Linked DNA regions of Pan troglodytes: region 2 is linked to region 1. A link is a contact called in public HiChIP or PLAC-seq data. All regions are on one chromosome and are shown on one strand. Each heading gives the region's core, a stretch centred on a gene start, on an enhancer-like site or on the middle of the called end of the contact. The rest is flanking DNA. Distances are from core to core; before and after follow the strand shown.

What was found. HiChIP or PLAC-seq counts read pairs in DNA pulled down with a chosen protein or histone mark.
Region 2: a contact with region 1 is called in an H3K4me3 HiChIP or PLAC-seq map of stem cell-derived excitatory neurons, with 7 times the contacts expected there. The contact joins the promoter of SLC2A11 here to the promoter of MMP11 in region 1. A contact is called at or near these places in 2 of 7 Hi-C or Micro-C datasets (blood and stem cell-derived neural progenitor cells), 1 of 1 datasets of contacts at active chromatin or transcription factors (stem cell-derived excitatory neurons) and 1 of 1 other capture datasets (stem cell-derived neural stem cells).

What each region holds. Positions count from the first base shown.
Region 1 is chr23:25,691,392-25,695,724 of NHGRI_mPanTro3-v2.0_pri, reverse strand. MMP11 (matrix metallopeptidase 11) reads right to left here and starts at 1,951. Exons shown (of 8, transcript XM_016939574.3): 1 at 1,769-1,951. The coding sequence starts at 1,876.
Region 2 is chr23:25,771,929-25,776,031 of NHGRI_mPanTro3-v2.0_pri, reverse strand. SLC2A11 (solute carrier family 2 member 11) reads right to left here and starts at 2,046. Exons shown (of 11, transcript XM_063808341.1): 1 at 1,804-2,046. The coding sequence starts at 1,824.

The DNA.
Region 1 (4,333 bases), core at 702-3,201:
CTATGCCTTCTGATGTCAGTGGGAGGCAAGACTTCGAGGAGGGCACTTGTTAGGCTATGGAGGAAGACGGGAGCATCACCATGCAGGCTCAGAGAGGTCAAGCAACCTGCCCAACTCGCACAGCCAGGTGGCAAGCAGGGATATCTTCTCCCTCAAGCTTCCACCTAATCTTCCTATTCTCACCCCTCTGCTGCTGGCTCCAGGAGGGACGGTAGCTTCGTCCCATCCATCGGACTGCAGGGCTTCCATCAACCCTGAAAGCTGGGAACTGGGCTGGATAAATATTTACAGAGCTCTCCCAGCCTTGCTGAAGGCAGCCGGGGGATAAACACATCAGAGGTGACCCCAAATGCTCCCTGCGTGTTTGCAGAGTGACAGACCACAGTCCAGCTCAGACCCCACCCCAAGCTGGCCCCCAGCTCCAGCATTGACCATGCACAAGCGTCAAAGTGGCAGCTACAGGCGACAGTGTTTCTAGTGAGCCTGGCATCACCTCATTGCTCAACAGTGGGCACAGCAGTAGGCACTATTGCCCCCTCCCACCTGCACTCCCATTAGAGATGGAGTGGGTGAGATTCTGAGGCATGGCAGGATTCACCCAGGGTCGCATGGTTCAAACCCAGATCTCGCCAATTTCCAGACTGTGGTTCAATGTCTACCCACAGTGATTCCTGACTCTGTCCCAAGTCCTAGGAACCAAGAGGGGCTGGGAAGGAGGCAAGACTCCAGACTGAGATGCCCCCTATTCACTCTACCCCACCCATCCCATCCCTTTCTGCTCCCATAGCCAGCACAGGACAAGGCTGCCCTGAGCAGAGCCAGAGTGGCTGGACAGAGGGTCCCAGCCTGGCCAGGCCTCCCTCCTCACCAGGCCAGTCCTGAGACTCCTGCCTGTCACACCCTCCTTCTCCCTTCCCTGCCCGAGCTGTCTGGATGCCTCTGCTGTGGAGTGGGGTGGCCCAGGCTCTGGCCCCAGGCCCTGTGACTGGTGCCTGGAAGCGCCCCAGGGAAGGGGCAGCTTTTGGGACACATGCAAGCTGTCACACACACTCCATGACAGTCCCTCCTCTCCTCACTCTGCTGTCCTCTCTTACCTGGGCTTTCTTCTCCTCTCCTGAGCACACATTTTCTCCCTTTCCTTTCTCTCCCCGCTTCTTTCTGACAGCCACCTCTCAGTCACACACACACTGCACTCATACTATTTCATACTCATGTTCTCCTGGCTCCAAGCCTCCCAAAACTGCTGCCGGCAGGTGCCCGCGGGGGACATCTCCAGGCTCAGACCCCATTTCCCGCAGCACAGCGCTGCCCTCCCTTCTCCCTTTATCCTTCATCCCACCGCACACCTGGAGGTGTACTAACTGCGGCCACACACCTGCAGGCTGACACCTGCCTGGGATCTGCTCGGCTTTGTCCCTGCGATGAATAGGGGGCCCTGTTACCACTCCCTCTGCTGCTTCCTTCAACGCACACTCCAGCACCCGCGGCTGGAGCGCGAGAGGCAGGTCCCCACGCTGGGAGCAAGCGTGAGTCCAGCGTGGAGTCCCGTCCCACCAGCCCGAACGATGCCGGCGCCGGCTCCCCTTCACACCCCCAGGGACTGCAAGCTCGCTGTCTATCACGCCTAGAGGGAACCAGAAAGCGTTTCGGGTACCGGGCGCTGGAGGCCACCCGGGGCGCCCCCTTCGGTCCGGATCTGCCGCTGGGCCCAGCCCGCGTGCCCGGCGCCCCCTCAGCGAGGAGCGGCCGGCGAGTGGCGGGCACTCACCGGCGGCAGAGCCCGGGCCAGCAGCGGCGGCGGCTGGAGCAGCAGCAGCAGCATCGGGGGCAGGAGGGCGCGCGCGGCCGCGCTGCGGAGCCAGGCGGCCGGAGCCATCCGCCCCGGGGCTGCTGGGCTTGCTGGGCCGCGCCGGGCCGCCGCCCCTTATAGCTTCCGCCCCACCCCCGGCCCGCCTCGGCCCCGCCCCCCGCCGCCTTTTGTTCTGAACTCTCCTAGCAGCCGCGGCCCGGGTGGGGGAGGTGAACGGGGAGGGTACGGCCCAGCGGGGTCGAGGGCCGGAGACAGGGTCCTGCCCCGGGGCTGGCAAAGTCCCTATCTGGTGCTGGGTGACCCTGGCCAACCCGTGCCGCTCTGGGTCTCAATTTCTCCTCTGGGTGGTGGCCGTCCAAAGTCTTAGACTTGGCTAGAGTCTGAGTCAGGTTTCATGGGTCCCATCCGTACCCCCACCTTTGGAAGGCGCATCCCACTGGGTCTCCTTGGTGGCCTGACCTCTGACCTCTGCTAATTTGTGACAGGTGGTCCTACCCACAAGCAAGTTCCCCCACCCTTCAGAGCCTCAACGGATCCTTCTAGAAGATGACACAATAGCCCCTGTGAGGAAAGGGATATTATTTTATTTATTATTATTATTATTTTTTGAGACACAGTCTCACTCTGTCTCCCAGGCAGGAGTGCAGTGGTGTGATCTCCACTCACTGCAACCTCCGCCTCCCAGGTTCAAACGATTCTGCTACCTCAGCCTCCCAAGTAGCTGGGACCACAGACGTGCGCCACCATGCCTGGCTAATTTTTGTATTTTTAGTAGAGATGGGGTTTCACCATGTTGGCCAGGCTGGTTCGAACTCCTGACCTCAAGTGATCTGCCCACCTTGGCCTCCCAAAGTGCTGGGATTACATGGGGAAGCCATTGCACCTGGCCAGGAAAGGGATATTAAAATGTGTCCCAGGGGAAAGTGAGGCATATGGCAGGGACTGGCCAGTCCTTCAGCTTGGGATAGACCGAAGTTTACAGATAGGGAAACTGAGGCTCCAAGAGGGAGGGTCCAGGCTTTTCCACACCAGCAGACAAGTGGAGGGGTCAGGAGGTCCTCTAGCTGGTCAGCTGTGGGGAGGATGCTGTCAGAAGGCTGTGGGAGGTGTCTGAGTGGAGTACTAGGCCCCCAGGGTGTCCCCTCGTCAGGGCCCAACAAGCCCCTGGGGACCCCTCCAGGCTAGCCACCTCAGACTTGAAAGAAAGGAGGCGAGAGGCCAGGCGCAGTAGCTCATGCCTGTAATCCCAGCACTTTGGGAGGCCGAGGCAGGTGGATCACGAGGTCAGGAGTTGGAGAGCAGCCTGACCAACATGGTGAAACCCTGTCTCTACTAAAAATACAAAAATTAGCCAGGTGTGGTGGCACACGCCTGTAAGCCCAGCTACTCAGGAGGCTGAAGCAGGAGAATCACTTGAACCCGGGAGGCGGAGGTTGCAGTGAGCCGAGATTGTTCCATTGCACTCCAGCCTGGGCGACAGAGCGAGACTCCATCTCATAAAAAAGAAGGAAAGGAGGTGAGACTCAAAGGAGGGGGTGTGTCCACATTCTGGAAGGGATCCTTCAGTCTCATCCCTGATTTTCGGGGTTACCCAGTACTGCTGTACACCCCCTGAAATGATGAAGGGCCTCACCACCTCACCAGGCGACCTGTTCCATCATGGGTGGCCCTGCAGAGCCACGATCCAGGCAGTGGCTCCCATCCTGGCAGGCAGGGCTCTGAGCTGCTCAAAGGTGAGGCTGTGGTCAGGAAGCCTGGGCCAAGAAAGGCAAGCGGGTGGGGAAATGTTTCACAGCTTATTCAAGAAGACTCCACAGAGACTCCTAGAGGGCGAGGAGAAGTAAGACAGCAGTAATTTTTACAACCTACACTGTTCGTAATCTTTTTTTTTTTTTTTTTTTTTTTTTTGAGACGGAGTCTCTCTCTGTCGCCCAGGCTGGAGTGCAGTGACACGATCTCGGCTCACTGCAAGCTCCGCCTCCCGGGTTCATGCCATTCTCCTGCCTCAGTCTCCCGAGTAGCTGGGACTACAGGTGCCCGCCACCATGCCTGGCTAATTTTTTATATTTTTAGTAGAGATAGGGTTTCACCGTGTTGGCCAGGCTGGTCTTGAACTCCTGACCTCAGGTGATCCACCCGTCTCGGCCTCCCAAAGTGCTGGGATTACAGGCGTGAGCCACCGCGCCTGAAAGGCAATCTTCTCTTTAAAGTCACTCACTTTTATTTACTTTTATTATTTTGAGACAGGGTCTTGCTCAATGGTGTGATCTTGGCTCACTGCAACCTCCGCCTTCCAGGCTCAAACGATCCTCCTGCCTCAGCCTCCCAAGTAGCTGGGACTACCGGTGTGCATCACTATGCCCTGCTAATTTTTGTATTTTTTGTAGAGACAGGGTTTCACCATGTTGGCCAGGCTGGTCTCGAACTCCTGGACTCAAGCAATCTGCCTGCCTGGGCCTCACAAAGTTCTGGGATATAGACATGAGCCACTGTTCCCCGCTAAAGTGACTCATTTTTAAAAAG
Region 2 (4,103 bases), core at 797-3,296, 80 kb before region 1:
AGTGAAGGGGCGTAGGAAGTGTTTGGACCAGGTGGTGCTATTTTATTTTATTTTGTTTTTTTTTTTAGAGACAAGGTCTCGCTACGTCGCCCACGCTGGAGTGCAGTGGTGAGATCCTATTAGATCCCTGCAGCTTCGAACTCCTGGGCGATCCTCCCACCTTAGTTGGTGCTATTTTAAATAAGGCTGTCAAGGAATACAAGTGCAAATCAAGACAAAGGAGGTGAGGGAATGTGCCATGCAAATACCTAAAGAAATCAGTCCAGATTGGGAAGGAACCCATAGAAGCGGTGGGCAGTGCAGTGCGGGCGCTCTCCTCTGGCTGCGCCCTTTCCCTCTGTGAGGCAGGACGTCAGGTCAGAGCTGAGGGAGCATGAGGAGGAAAGAGGCGGGGGTGGGAAACAGTCTCGGGAGGGGGCGAGCAGTCAGGATTGCAGCGCTCGGAGGGCTTACTGCCTCTGAGGTCAGGGCTGATCGGCAGAGGATTTAGCATCTCTGGGGGCTGGGATGCCAGGGTCCAGCAACCTTGCTCTGGCCCACAGGCCGACCCTGGGCGTAAACACCTGCCTATGCACATCTGAGCCTAGCACCTAACGCCACTGTACATACAAGCACGATATTTTTGAACATTTGACGACTTAGTTAAGCCTCCCAGGTGGCTGCACCTGCGCAGTTCACTCAAATCCGCAATCCCTCATCTGAAACGCCTGGTCTGGGCAAGGATGAGAATTCATACCATTCTAGATCGCAGGAGGGCATGGAGCATTCGAAAGAGGGGCCTGAGCGGAGGTCTTGCTGTCCCAGGGAGACCCCGGCTGCCATTAGCAAGCGGTGAGCCGGCAGACTGTGCGCGGAGGGAAGGGCAGCGCGCAGCGCCCAGTTGTGAAAGAGGAGCTAGCGCACGCGCAGTGAGCGTTTGAGAGGAGCAAACCCGTCTAGACGAAGCTGTAGCGCAAGCGCAGTGGGTACTGAGAGCGGCCGCACCAGCTGAGGGTTCGCGCAACGCTAAACGATGGCCGGGACTACGGCCTGAGACTCACGCTCAGGCGCAGTGAAGCGCAGAGCCGCTAGAGTGTCGCGGAGGGCGCCTGAGGCGCATGCGCGGACTCACAGCGGTTTTAAGAAGGGCTGGGGGTGCTGGGGAGTTCGCCCCAGCGTGTTGTGGGGGAGTTCGCCCCAGCGTGTTGGGGGGGAGTCGCCGCCGCGGGGGGGGGGGTTTGGGGTCACCGCCGCGGGGTTTGTCGCCGCCGCTGGGAGCTCACCTGCGTCCGAGGCCGTAAGGACGGCTCCAGTTCATCTTCCATCCGCCTCTGCCGCAGCACTGAGGCTGAAAAGCCGCTCACTCCTTACTCGGCTAAGCCCCAAGCTCATCTCTGCAGGCCGGAAGGGAGCTCTGGTCCAAGGTCATCTCGGCCAAGCCCCTGCATTCGCCCTCGCAAATGCCAGCAAGCGACTGGTCGCCGCGCTCCCAAGTCCTCCCCCGAAATTCCGGCTCTGGCCCCTCGTCCCCCTCCTTTGCTACAGTCTCTGGACTAAATGTCTGCGGGTCTCTGTCTCTCGCTGGTCTGACCTCAGCCGCAACCCTGCGCGATTCCCTGCGCCGGTCGCCACTGCCGGCCGCCAGAACCTCGGAGGCCATTGCCCCTGGGCGTTCTCCGGAGGGCCAAGCCCTTGGTTGTGCACAGATGCACGCCCCACCTACACCCCCCCCCCCCCAACACACACACACACACTTTGGTTCAGGTATCTCTGACCTTTCCCCAGAGGACGGGAAAATTAGGAAAGACCGAAAGATAGACCCACCAGTCTTCGGAGCGCTCTCATCTGTGCGTCCTGGGCAGAGCGAGAGACTTGGCCGAATGCGGGTAGGAGAACCGGTCTCGGGTTGCCGCCAGGGGATCCATTGCGTGAGAGGCAGGTCCGACCTATGCTGGGGGCACTTGGAGTTGAGGAACCACAGAGTCCACTGGACCGGATTAATCTTTTATCCCTCAGGGCTTCTCAGGCCCTGCATGGAGGAATCCAGGAGCTGGACAAAGACCAACTGAAACTAGACTTGCCAAAGATGCTATTTGTGGTCACAGAAACATAGAGCTGGACATGACCTTAAGAAGTCACCTGAGCAGACACTGTGATGGGCACTGTAGTAGCTCTATTGCTCAGACTTGGTTTTTGTTTGACTTTTGCTGCTCTGAACTTTAATTCCTAAAAACACTGCATTTTTAAGGAAAAACACAAAATATTCGCAGTTATAATAAATAGGTATTTTATTGCATGCTTTTCGTACATCTATTAAGATGATCATATGGGTATTCTCCTTTAATCTGTTAATGAGATCAGTTACATCAATAAACTTTCTAATGGTAAACCATTCTTGAATTCTTGGGGTAGACGCAACTTGGTCATAATATTATTGTTATTAATACATTGTTAGTTTCAACTGCTGATATTTTATTTTGATAGGTTAATTTTTTTCAAAACAACCATTGCCTTTTCCCCCTTAAGAAATAAGTGGGAAGTGGCTGGGCGCGGTGGCTCACGCCTGTAATCCCAGCACTTTGGGAGGCCGAGGCAGGCGGATCACGAGGTCAGGAGATCGAGACCATCCTGGCTAACACGGTGAAACCCTGTCTCTATTAAAAATACAAAAAATTAGCCGGGCGTGGCGGCACGCTCCTGTAGTCCCAGCTACTCGGGAGGCTGAGGCGAGAGAATGGCGTGAACCCGGGAGGCGGAGCTTGCAGTGAGCCAAGATCGTGCCACTGCACTCCCGTCTGGGCGACAGAGAGAATCCGTCTCAAAAAAAAATAATAATAAATAAGTGGGAAGCGACGGGCTAATAAATGGCGCTAGGACAATTGATGATATGGGGAAAAATGAAACTGGACCTCTGTCTCACTTCATATACAAAAGTCATTCCAGGTACACACAAACCTAATGCAAAAACCTAACTTTAAACATTTTAGGCTGGACGCAGTACCTCCCACCTGTAATCCCAGCACTTTGGGAGACTGAGGCAGGAGGATCACTTGAGCGCATAAGTTCAAGACCAGCCTGGGCAACATGGGCAGACCCCCATCTCTATAAAAAAAAATGTAAAGGCCGGGCGAGGTGGCTAATGCCTGTAATCCGAGCACTTTGGGAGGCCAAGGCAGGTGGATCACCTGAGGTCAGGAGTTCCAGACCAGCCTGGCCAACATGGCGAAACCCCGTCTCTACTAAAAATACAAAAATTAGCTGGGTGTGGTGGCGGGCGCCTGTAATCCCAGCTACTCAGGAGGCTGAGGCAGGAGAGTCACCTGAACCCAGGAGACAGAGGTTGCAGTGAGCCAAGATTGTGCCACTGCACTCCAGCCTAGATGACAGAGTGAAACTCCATCTCAAAGGATAAACCACGCAGATTTCTTATGAGGATTTAACCTTATTAAAATTAAAAATCTGTGTGTTAAAAGACACCATTAATGGGCCAGGCACAGTGGTTTACGCCTGTAATCCAAGTACCTTGGGAGGCCACGGTGGGTGGATTGCTTGAGCCCAGGAGTTTGAGAACAGCCCGGGCAACATGGCAAAACCCCGTCTCTATAAAAATTACAAAAAATTAGCCGGGCATGATGGCTTGAGCCTGTGGTCCCAGCTACCCAGGAGACTGAGGCTCAGGGAGGATTACCTGAGCCAGGGAAGTTGAGGCTGCAGTAATCGGTGATCACAGCACTGCACTCCAACTGGGGCAACAGAGTAAGACCCTGTCTCAAATAAACAAACAAAAGACGCCATGAAAAGGTGAAACCTGGCCAGGTGTGGTGGCTCCAGCCTGCGATCCTAGCACTTTGGGAGGCCGAAGTGGGAGGATCACTTGAGTTCAAGAGTTCGAGACCAGCCCTGACAACATAGTGAGACCACATCTCAATTTTTTAAATAAAAAAATACGCATTTTTAAAAAAGTTGAAACCTAAAGCTACCAAGTAGAAGAAGGTAACTACAACATATGACCAACACAGTATTAGTATTCAGAATGTATATAGAATACCCACATACCAATAAGGAAAAGAAAATGGGCAAACAGGCTTGACACGGTGGCTCATGCCTATAATCTCAGCACTTGG